Regions from separate parts of the Mus musculus genome. Here all the other regions are linked to region 2. The links are chromatin contacts, called in public Hi-C and HiChIP or PLAC-seq maps. All regions are on one chromosome and are shown on one strand. Each heading gives the region's core, a stretch centred on a gene start, on an enhancer-like site or on the middle of the called end of the contact. The rest is flanking DNA. Distances are from core to core; before and after follow the strand shown. Region 1 overlaps Gm46332 (a long non-coding RNA gene). Region 2 overlaps Ncoa1 (nuclear receptor coactivator 1). Region 3 holds the start of Adcy3 (adenylate cyclase 3).

What was found. Hi-C and Micro-C count contacts between places; a contact is called where the count stands out from the background. HiChIP or PLAC-seq counts read pairs in DNA pulled down with a chosen protein or histone mark.
Region 1: a Hi-C map of embryonic stem cells shows a contact between it and region 2, with 3 times the contacts expected there. The contact joins two enhancer-like sites. A contact is called at or near these places in 1 of 15 datasets of contacts at CTCF or cohesin (pro-B cells), 11 of 484 Hi-C or Micro-C datasets (adipose-derived mesenchymal stem cells, bone marrow-derived macrophages, cerebral cortex and 4 more), 7 of 115 datasets of contacts at active chromatin or transcription factors (bone marrow-derived dendritic cells, embryonic midbrain, embryonic stem cells and 1 more) and 3 of 9 other capture datasets (adipose tissue, liver and pancreatic islet).
Region 3: an H3K27ac HiChIP or PLAC-seq map of embryonic stem cells shows a contact between it and region 2, with 2.7 times the contacts expected there. The contact joins the promoter of Adcy3 here to the enhancer-like site in region 2. A contact is called at or near these places in 4 of 39 promoter capture datasets (the HPC-7 cell line, cranial neural crest, embryonic stem cells and 1 more), 2 of 484 Hi-C or Micro-C datasets (both in embryonic stem cells), 4 of 115 datasets of contacts at active chromatin or transcription factors (embryonic stem cells and epiblast stem cells) and 1 of 9 other capture datasets (liver).

Annotation. Positions count from the first base shown.
Region 1 is chr12:4,556,651-4,560,224 of GRCm38.p6, reverse strand. All of the region lies in intron 1 of Gm46332 (a long non-coding RNA gene), which reads left to right. Among named protein-coding and RNA genes, the nearest start is that of Gm46332, 11 kb to the left of the region's middle. Within about 2 kb of position 1,409, at least 88 of the 459 cell types and tissues checked have an H3K27ac peak or open chromatin away from gene starts, as enhancers often do. A contact at or near this core is called in embryonic stem cells, where this site is marked.
Region 2 is chr12:4,354,855-4,358,565 of GRCm38.p6, reverse strand. All of the region lies in intron 2 of Ncoa1 (nuclear receptor coactivator 1), which reads left to right. Among named protein-coding and RNA genes, the nearest start is that of Gm51963, 100 kb to the left of the region's middle. Within about 2 kb of position 1,430, at least 40 of the 459 cell types and tissues checked have an H3K27ac peak or open chromatin away from gene starts, as enhancers often do. A contact at or near this core is called in embryonic stem cells, epiblast stem cells and stem cell-derived epiblast-like cells, where this site is marked.
Region 3 is chr12:4,132,697-4,136,518 of GRCm38.p6, reverse strand. Adcy3 (adenylate cyclase 3) reads right to left here and starts at 2,366. Exons shown (of 21, transcript NM_138305.3): 1 at 1,519-2,366. The coding sequence starts at 2,193.

The DNA of each region.
Region 1 (3,574 bases), core at 160-2,659, 200 kb before region 2:
AAGACAAATACCAACACTTCAGAGATGGAAGCTGGAGGGTCAGAGAGTTCAAGGCCATCATGGAATACATGGTATCCAAACCCTTCTAGGCTCCAGGCACCAACTATACAATAAATGATAAAATGAGAACTCACAGAGGAATTGAGCATGTCAGTGTTAAAAACTTGTATATGACAAACCCACGAGGTGTAACTCACTGGAGGAGGGCTCTTCTGGCATGTGTGAAGCCCTGGGTTCAGTCTCCAAAACTACAATGAAAAGATTATAACATCTGAGCCAATAACTCCCACAGTTAAATCATGCTTTTAAAATAAAATACTAAAACCACACTAACGAGGGTATTCTTCATATGTAACAAACCCAGAGGATTCTGCTAGAGACACAGTGAAGAAGGCCCGGCCACTGGCCTGATTCTGTGTGGCTCCCTCTCTGACCTGTTCTCTGAGTTACTCTCTTCCCCTGCTTTATCTTAAATCCTAGGATCACAGATCTGACAGAAATGGAAACCGCCTCCCAAGCAGCAGTGACTTCCGTGGCACTGGCCAGTCCCAGGCTAATAACCAACCAGACCACAGTCTCCCCAGGATTACTAGCTATATAAATCCTCGACTTTGGCGCTCCCTATATATAGCCACAGAGCTGTTGCTTACACCTCAAAGACAGATTTTAGGTCACTAGACTCTTTATTGTCGCTGGTACATCTACACTGAAAATAAACCCTATTCTGCTTTCAACACTGCAGGAACTGATTGACCAGGCCAAACTGTTGGGACCCCTACAACTGTGTCTTTACGGAGGACTCTCCTAACTGGCATGATAGATTTGAAGGAGGCCATCAAGGAAATAGTATCATAGACTTTTATTTTCCTTCAAATGAACTACCAAACTCTGACTTAAACAACATAGTATTAGTTTAGAGAACCAGAAAAAAAAGAAAAAATTCGGATTTGAGATTAACTTAATTCAGGGACTCTGGCTCTCTTTTCCTCCTTACAGTTGTCTTCATCTGTGTGTTCAATCAATCCCCGGCTGCAGCTAGGCCTCATCACTACACAGCATCGAGAAGGGAAACCAGCACTTCCTGAGGTGCTAACTCTTGCTCCCTCTCCCTCCGTTTATGTGTGTGTGTGTGTGTGTGTGTGTCTGTGTGTGCTCGCTCACTTGCGTACAGTGTGCATATAAGCACAGATCAAGGGCTCCCTCCATTTATGTGGTTCCCTTTGCTCTTTGCCATGAAGTGACGGTGCTTCTTCTGTAGTTTGTACCATTGTGTGTTAGCACAGGCCCAGAACAGCAGAGCCAATCAGCAAAGGACTGAAACCTCCAAAACTGAGACAAAGTAACCTTTCCTCTTTCCAAGTTTAGCACATTCCTGAATGCTGACTGGCACGCTCCCAGGAGAAAGGAATGCAACAAGGAGAAATGCTCAGCTACATTTAACCACAGCGGAATGATACACTAAGACATGTAGGGCTGGAGAGATGGCTCTGAGGTTAAGAGCACCGACTGCTCTTCCAGAAGTCCTGACTTCAATTCCTGGCAACCACATGGTGGTGGCTCACAACCATCTTTAATGGGATCTGGTGTCCTCTTCTGGTGTGTCTGAAGAAAGCAATGGTGTGCTCATATAAATAAAATAAATCTTTAAAAAGAAGAAGGAGGAGGAGGAAGGAGGAGGAGGAGGAAGAGGAGGAGGAAGAGGAGGAGAAGGAGAAGAAAAGAGACCTGATTGTAACTGGGTACAGGTGTCCGTAGTTGTATCTACTTGGAAGACTGGGGCTTGAGGCTAGTGAGTTCCAGGCCAGCTTGGGTGCCATAGTGAGACCCCCATCTCCCAAAAAAGTGAAAAAAGAGGTACAAGTTTACATTAAGCAAACTATCAATAATACTGAATTTTGTCAATTATGTGGAGAAATAAAAACTCTTAATGCCCTGCCAGTGGGAGTACTAAAATGAGACAATAACTGGAAAGACAGCATCCGCTAGCTAGTCAAGCAGAAGGTGATGTAACAACGCCACATCCTAGAGAAACTCTCAAAAGAACAAACCAATTCAGTGGGACTGTTTTACTTTGATTGTGCTGGGAATTGCCCCTAGGGCCTTTGCGAATGCTAAGTAAGCACTCTATCACTAAGCTATGTCCCCAGTGACAGTGGCACTAATTATAATAGCATAATATTAGAAGCAGCACCAGGGTCCAGCAGTAGTTGAATGATGGATTACAGCATAGAATGGAATACTATTTAACAGTGAAGCTACAACAGCACCAGCAAATCTCAGGAATATAATGTTGAATGAGAGGAGGCAAGTCACAGAGTACATATTATATTATTTCATCCAAATGAAATGTAAAGGATGTAAAACTATAAATATATAAGATGCTTAAGCCCTAAGAATTCAAAGATAACATAAAATTTAGAATAGTACTTATTTCTCTTCCAATTCCTATTTAGACATATTTACCTTATGTGTAGGCTGCCTGCATGTGTGTGCCTGACCACATCTGTGGCTGGTGCTCTGAGAGCTTGGAAGAAGGTTAGGGATCCCCTGGAAATGAGGTTACAGATGGTTGTGAGCCATCAAAGTGGATGCCAAGAACTTAACCCCACGCCTCCGCAAGGTCAGGAAGTGCTCTTATGACAAGGGCCGGCCTGGGCTTGGAGAGGGGTTCTGAAGTCAAACTGTGGGTCCCAAGCTAGTGGCCAATGCTCTGCTAGAGACAGCTTTCCAGCCTGCTTTCTCTCTGTTCTTTCTTTCTCTCTGCCCTCTCAGGAGATCTCCTGAAAGTTCTCCCTAGGTTCTCCTGGAGACAGTTCTCCAAGCAGTTCTTTTTCTTTTTTTCTTTATTTACATTTCAAATGTTATCCCCTTTCCTAGTTTCCCCTCCCTCTCTTGCTATTCTAAAAAATTCTCAGAATAGCTCCTCTCCTGGAGAACAGAAGCCCAGTCTTGTCTTTTGCACATCAATCCAGTCTTTCACTTGAGGCTTCCTTTTGATTATCCTGTGAATCTGCATCCTGCAGCCCTAAACCTCAATTCTTAGGAACTGCAAGCACACATTTCCTTTTAACATTGCAAAAGAATTCAGAGATCTTCTGCCTCTTATAAGCACAGATGCAGATGGTGGGACCACGCCCCGGAATTACCATTTCTACTACAACGCCTAACCTGGCTCCATCCCAAACTGATCCTGAACTCGGGAATCTGTCTGTCTTTTGTCAGCATAGATTAAAAAAACCTAGCCTGGCAGCGGTGGTGGCGCACGCCTTTAGTCCCAGCACTTGGAAGGCAGAGGCAGGCGGATTTCTGAGTTCGAGGCCAGCCTGGTCTACAGAGTGAGTTCCAGGACAGCCAGGGCTATACAGAGAAACCCAGTCTCAAAAAAACCAAACACCAAAACCAACCAACCAAACAAACAAACAAACCCACCTCTAGGCTGCGTGAGATCTCCTGTGACCACCAAGTCTCCTTGCCTCCTTCCTTAGTATCTTTCTGACAAGCTGGCTCTTAGTGCATCTGCCTCTGTCCCTTTAGATTCATGAAGCCCTTCATATAATTCATATTCATATCACAT
Region 2 (3,711 bases), core at 181-2,680:
CATTCTCACTGAATTCCTACTGAATTCCAAGCTCATAGGCTTCAAGGATTTTCTAGGATACTGGAACACTGGTGGAACCTTACCTATGTCAAAAATCAATCTTTAAAGGCACTTATAACAAAAAAATACTGAAAGAGAGCATACATCATACTAATGCGGGAACAGGGTTTGAGTATGCGGACTATGAGAATGCCAGGGTTCCAGGAGGCATAGTTTCCTTGAAACTCTTTGCCTTGTGACTGCCTCTAGGCCTTTCGACCCAACAGGCCACTTCACTGGAGTGGGCGTAGCACCTGGGTTCTATGAGAAAGCAAGCTGAGTAAGCCACAGGAAGCAAGCCAGTAAGTAACATCCCTCCATGGCCTCTGCATCAGCTCCTGCTTCCTGATCTGCTTGAGTTCCAATCCTGACTTCCTTTGGTGCTGAACAGCAATGCAGAAGTGTAAGCTGAATAGATCCTTTCTTTTCTCCCCAACTTGCTTCTTGGTCATAATGTTTGTGCAGGAGTAGAATCCCTGACTAAGATAGGTGCCATTAGGCAGCCATTTGGGTTGATTATCTAAGGGCTATTGAGGCCACATTTGACTGCAAAAGTGAATAAATTTAGGGCCCTTCAGGTGTGTCAGATATAGAGGCTGGAGACTTTCTAAAGGCATCCCAAGGGGCAATGAGCTGGTATGGAAGACACTGTTCCCATGGATGAGAGAGGGGAAGGAAAAATGTCACTTCAACCTGTGAAAGAACTCAGTGGGGAAACCCCCACTCAGCTCCTGATTCGGCGTGCACCCAAGAATCACGAATAGAACACAACACCTTGATGTAACAAGAGGTTTTTTAATGGCGGAGCTCCGGGTCGAAACGTATCTCACATAACAGGAGACAGTGGATTCGACCACGAGGCTTGGAAGCTAGGGGTTTTTATAGAAAAGGAGTGGGGCTGGGGGAGGAATTGGCGCGGTTTCACATGATTGGTCCATTTAAACATCAGCAGCCTGTAACATTTAACTTAGGTCAGAGGGGTGGGAGCTAGGGAGGCGATGGGCTTGCCCGGGCATGTCCTGGTCTGTTCTCAGCCCCAGGTTTCAAAGCTCAGAAACAACTCTTTGGGCTATTTAACATACATTACATCAATTACAGTTTTATTTCCTTTCACCTGTAGTCGTGGCTGTTCAAGGGCTCAGGGAGGACCAGAGGAAGATACTAGCCATTTAGTGGGTCATCACCTCACTCAACAGGGGTTGGGGCTTAGCCTGGCTAAGCTTAAGAGAGACTTCTGGTCTGCTAGCAGGGCTTAGTAGAGGCCAGAAGTGGAGAAGGAAACTTAAGCCTAGGGCAGGGTGGGGACAGAGTCACAAAAGCCAGGAGGGCCCAAAGGAGCCGTGGGATGTACAGGCAGCTCCAAAGTGAAGGTTGAAGAAGTGGGCAAGAAAGGACATGCTAACCAGGCTGGGCCTGAGGCAACTGCAGGATTGCAGCTCCACGGGTTGGGGTGTGAGTCAGGTGATGAAGGCCACTGTAGCCTTTAAGACTGGCCTGCGGCACCAGGGGGTGCCAGATACTCAGTGGTCACTTCTTGGATCTGGGAAGCATTTACACTGACTAAAGGGAAAACTTACCTAGTTAGAGCGGGTGGATGGGTCCTGAGCTGTGCCAGCTGGAAGGTGACTGTGTTGTGGGTTAACTAGAGATGAGGAATAGGGGACCAGTGCATCTTAGACCCAGAGGTGGAGCATAGACACCAGGAAGGCATATTTGAGTCTGAGCATCAAGTGTTACAGCTCTGAGGGAAACCAAGGAATACCACAAAGACACACCGGACAGCAAATCTCACACAAGAAATGTATTGGTAGGGGAAAACCCAGATCTGTTCAGGTGAGAAGGAACAGAGAACTGAGCAGAAGGTAGGGTTTATGTGGGATTTCTTTGGGGGCAGATATTTCTAGGGTAGCCTGAGATCTGTGGTCTGATCTTGAAGCTCAGGGACTAGTGGAATTTTGTGTTCAAGGAATGGTGGGATTCTATGGCAAGCTCAGGGGTTGATGGGATTCTGTTTTTTAGCCCTGGTCTTTGGCTTGGGGTGAAGTCAGGGTGTTCTTTCCTTGACCCTTGTCTTGGGGTAGGTCAGGGTCAGGGTGTTTTTCCTTTGTCCTTTCATCCTACACCAGGAAATCCAATACCCTCTTTTAACCTCCACGGGCACAAGACAACATGTGTTGCAGATATGTACACGCAAGCAAAACATTCACATACATAAAAGAAAATTAATATACTTTTGAAAAAAGATTAAATAAAGAATGAAATTCTATTTGAATGTTTGATATTACAGGATGCAAAGTATCTTTGCATTTTTCAGAATTGATCAATATTTTGATACTTTTTACTTGTCAGTGCTGAGAAAGCTGCTTCACATAAATATGTAGTAGAAAATGGCAAAGCATATTTAGGACCATTTCAGAAATTACTGGAAATTCTAACCCAATCCCAAATCAAAATTCATGTAATTATCTTTTTAAAAGAATTAAGTTGAAGGAGCTGGAAAGGAGGAGTCAACAGTCAGGAGCACTTGCTGCTCTTCCAGAAGCCTCAAGTTTGCTCTCAAAACCCATAGCAAGTGATAGGAAGTGCTCCCAAGCGCCTGCAACTTCAGTTCCTGAGCATCTGACACTATCTTCTGGGCTCAGTGTACACACACACACACACACACACACACACACACACACACGGGAGGGGAGGGAGAGGAAGAGAGAAGAGAGAGAGAATGGAGAGAGAAAAGAGACGTACACATAAAATAAAATTAAATCTTAAAAAAAAATCCTCAGGCCTGCCATATAAGTAGCCATTTTCAAATCATTTTTCTAAGAATACAATGAAAATACTGATTTGAGATTTAAATGCTGAAGAGTAACAGTTGGAAAATACTGCCTTTGTTTTTCATAATTAAAGTTATATTCTCTAAGAGCAGAAAAGTTTGTGTGTGCAGTCCAATATCATGACTCATAGCATGTGCTGCCTGACATCTGAGCTGAGGTGTTTCAGACATTATTGTTAGCATGCTGCAGTGGCCAGGCACACATGGTGCAAATGTGCATAGTGTGTGCTAAGAACCAAAGCTACAATGACTTGGTGAGGTGCAGTGTCAATGAACACTGCCAGAACCATTTCAGACATGTTATGTGCTTAATTTCAAATTAGTTTTTGGTCCTTGAGTGTATAGAAAGCTTTTTTCTGTGGTTCTCACAGTCAGTTGTATGTATATGGAGTTGCTTGCCAAAGTTTATAAATTTGGAGTGTAGATAATTGTGTCAACAAGTTTGGAGTTTTCCTAGATCTGCTCTGCACTCACTAACGACTGAAGCCTATCGACTGTGGTTTCTCTTTAGTCCAGCTTCCCAGCACTTAATAGAGGAAGCCTTGAAAAAGTTCCTACAGAGAAAATCTAAGCATGCATTTTGCAGCTCCCTTCTCTGAACAACAGTCAGATCTACAATTTGAGTCTGCTTTGATCACTTTCCAGTGTCTTCAGTTATTTTTATGTTTTGTCCACAGTTTATAACTCTTATCTGTGAGCAGATTAATACAGTACAAAAGAATGCATTATTATTGGAACAAGAGCTCAACTAACTTTAAATACAAAAGCATGTAAGCTTTCCCAACAAAAATTTTGAAAGTAAAATGTTTTCATAATTTCAGTACATAAGAAAATTACATAAA
Region 3 (3,822 bases), core at 1,117-3,616, 220 kb after region 2:
AAACCTGTCCACAAGCAGAGACATAAGCGGACGCCAACAACCCAGGAAGCCAGGGCAGCAACAACAGGTGTTCACAGGACAACACCCAGCACCAGGAAAACAAAAAACAAACAAACAAACAAAAAATGAAAACCAAGACCACAGTGATATGCTATAACCGCACAGGCTCTAGCCTGGTGCTGAGCCGAGCAGAAAACCTTTGTGAACTTTAACTGAGCACAGTAGCCCACATCTACAAACCTAACGCATGGCAGGTAGAAGCAAGAAGGATCGATCAGGTGCTCAAGTCACCCTCAGCTACAGCAAGACCATTTTGGGCTACATGAAACCCTGCCTCAAAATAATAAATCAATTTAAAAAAAATATATATATATATATCTGTGAAGTAGGTTCCTACCTGACCCAGAATGGGAAAAATAGAAAGAACGTTGTACCAAGACCTAGAAAAAAAGTTAAAAACCCAGCAGAAGCCATGTTTCCCTCTAAACAGCTGGGAGGCAATGGAACAGGCCCCTCAAAGTTCTGTCACCAGAGGTACCACTGTAAGCCATGCCCCAAACCCAAGCAGACAATGACAAAGGCTTTGGTAAGACAGAAGCCACAGTGAGATGTGGGTAAAGACCTCTGGAAGCAGACGGAAGAAACCTGATGGCTGTTCCTGGCCACTTCCCTGCTCTCTGGTCACATACGGAAAACTGGAAAGTGTGTCGTAAGATACAGAACGCATTGACTCACGTCTCTGGGGAGCCTTTTAAAGGATGACCAGATAATTCAGACCAGAATCACAGCCCATCTCTCGCAGCACTTGGTGGGAACGCAAATCAGCAAAGCTGAATCTCAACTGTCCACGCCTTCAGTGGAACTAGCCTGCTAGGCCGCAACACCACACTCCACACCACAGCGGCTATGACAACCGTCCCGGTTGTGTCCCCACTTCTGCCTTCTATGGGAGACCACCCTCCCTTACATCACCTATCTGCTGGTGATGCTCTGAGCTCTAAGGAAGAAGCAGGGTATCTAATAACCACGCCTTCCCTCCTTAAGCTCTTCACATAACCTAACAGGCTTTCATCTCTGTTCCCTTGGATCTTGATAACAGCCACTTCTGCATCCAGGGCAGACAGGATCCCCATTTGACTGAGAGCACTGAACCCCCACAAGTCAAACACCATCTGGAGTTAAGCAGAGTTTGCCACAAGCCGTCTCTTGACCTGGGTCATAGACTGGCTGAGCAAGACTTCCTCCACACCAAGATCCAAGGTGCTGTCACCAACTCCAACCAGGCACAGTTGGCTGAGTGGCCCCGAGGCCCAGTGTTCTTTCTCTAGGAAAAACACCATATGACATCGGGGTGCACACTCCCAGGGGCTGAGAGGTAGTCCTCTGAACTGACAACTGGGACCCCAAGGCCGCTCAGGACGTGTTCAACTCCTGGCATTGAAAGCAATCCCACCTGAGTGACACTTGGCTGGAAGAGAAGGAATACAATAGACAGATAGGGAGGAGGGTGGGACTCACCTCCCTCAGCAGCTGCATCCCTTCCAGCTCATCCTGCTGCTGCTGGGCCACAGTGACCCCCAACACAAGCGTGTGCACAACACAGGAGACCACAGAGATGATCACGATGGGGCTGAGGCTGAGGGGCAGCGTTATGAAGAAGGAGAAGACAAAGAAAGCCTGCCAACCCACAGTGTCACTGGCTGCGTGGGCCCGTGAAAAGTTCAGGCCCAGGTAGGAGAAGATCTGGGCCGAGATGAGCAGCCACAGCAGGTAGGGTACCACTTTGCGGCTCACTCGGTCCGGGAGCAGCCCCTTTTTACAGAGCACGAAAAGGATGATGTCCAACACCAGACCGAAGCCTGCCACCATGAGGGGCGCCAGCTTGTCGCTGGAGAAGACCACCGCGCACATCACTACCACGTAGCAGTCAAAGAGGGCCGCAAAGACCACCAGCACCAGCAGGGTCTCATGGCGCTGCCTTTTGAAGTAGGTCTGGTAGAGGTTCTCCAAGGACTCAGGCACGAAGGTCAGCCGCATAAAGCGAGGCAGGCACAGGCAGGACCCCGAGTTCCGCACAGAAATTTCATGGGTCCGGCCGACCCCGCGGTCGGGGTCAGAGGGCAGGCTGACCGAGTATTCAGCTGAGTACTCTGCCGAGTACTCGGGATCCGAGAAGCCCTGGTTCCTCGGCATGTTGGCTGCTGGCTGTTTCTAATGAGGAAGGGAGACCTGCAGGTCAAGCCACTTCACCAGGGCTTCGTAAGACCCGGGGAAGGCGGGGAGGTTCCTCTTGGTTATGAATGAAGGGCGTCCAACTGGAGCTGGAATGCTTAGTGGGTTCCCAGGACACAGGTGGCACCGAACATCTGCAACTTAAAAGGACATGGCTAAGGACATGGCGCCTCTTTCCTTGACCCAACCTACCCCTCATACAGATCCATGCTACACAAGCCTCCAACACCACAGCCTCCCAAGCACGCCCACACACTCAGTCCAGTCCACACCAGACACCCGGTTTCCTGCGTCGGGCTTCTGGAGGGGCCTAGCCATCTCTCCATTCCTTGTATGCCCGGCTCTATCCCTGACTTCCTCACCTAAATTCCCTTCAGGCCCACTGGCTCCAAGCTGAAAAGAAAACGTGCCTGGAAGGAGCCGGAGCGGTCCTGGGGATTCCCTCATCTCCCTTCTGTTTACTTCCTTTCCCCCACCCACCCCTGGGAGAATCCAGCCCCTTCCCAACCTCGGGCTCTGCAGCCTCGTGGAAGTCCATCCAGCCCTGGGTCGTAGCTTGGCGCTGACCTGTGCGGGAACTCGGGAGCCGCGCGCTCCAAACCGGGGCTGCGGAGCCAAGCCAAGTGGGCTTCAGCGAGCCGCAGGCTGCTTCCCGCAGTGCCGCCGCGCCAGCTCGTCCACCCGGAGCCTGTGCGCGGGTCCCCTCGCGGTCAGGCCCCGGGTCAGGCTGGGAGAGGCGCGAGGCTGCGGCTCAGCATCGGTGGGCGCAGAGGACGGCGGCGGCGCGCGCTGCGGATGGCGGGCCCAGGCCGGGGCAGCTTGCCAGCATCCTCTCCCCGCACGCAGGGCGAGCCAGCCGAGTCCGTGCGCTGCGCTCTGCACACTGATTCACACGCGCCGCAGGCCCCAGGAGGCGGGCGGCCCCTCCCCGCCTTGTCGCCGCCTCCTGGGCGCCGGGTGGAGGGGCCCCCTCGCTGTCCCCGGTGTCTCCCTCTTGCCAGCGCCCGGCGACGACTGCGTGGAAACGCCGAATTGGTGGCAGATAGAAAGGAACGAGGCGAATCTGCGCCTTGCCCCCAAACAGGCCGTGTTACGGAAGATCAAAGCCCGGGACGTATCTTCCCTGAAGGTGAGGCGTGCTGGGGCACCCCGGCCGCCCTTCTTCTACCCTGGCTTCCTTCCGGGGACAGGAGAGGCCTCGGGCTGAGGTTTGGGGGCAGCTCCCTGAGTGGGCGCGCCCCATCTCAGTGTCTCCGCCCACCCTGGCAGCCCAGACGTCAAGCGTGGGGCTTGATCTCTCTTCGAGGGAATAAGCAGCCGAAACTGGTGACAAAAGAGGACTGAAGTAGCTTGATTGGTGCCTGGCACGTGGACCTGAAAGAGGCCTTGCTTCACGAAGATCTCCAGTGCACATCCAACCAATTGGGATGTATTTGAGTTCTTCCTTAAAGAAGCAAATGCTCCTTTTGGACCTGTCCATCTCCTAAGCCGTAGCATCAATTATTTTCCTTGAATTTGACAGAACACCTTGTTAGGAGTGAAAGTCGTTTTAGAAGAAAATGTGCTCAAGGGACTGAGGACAGCCCTCAG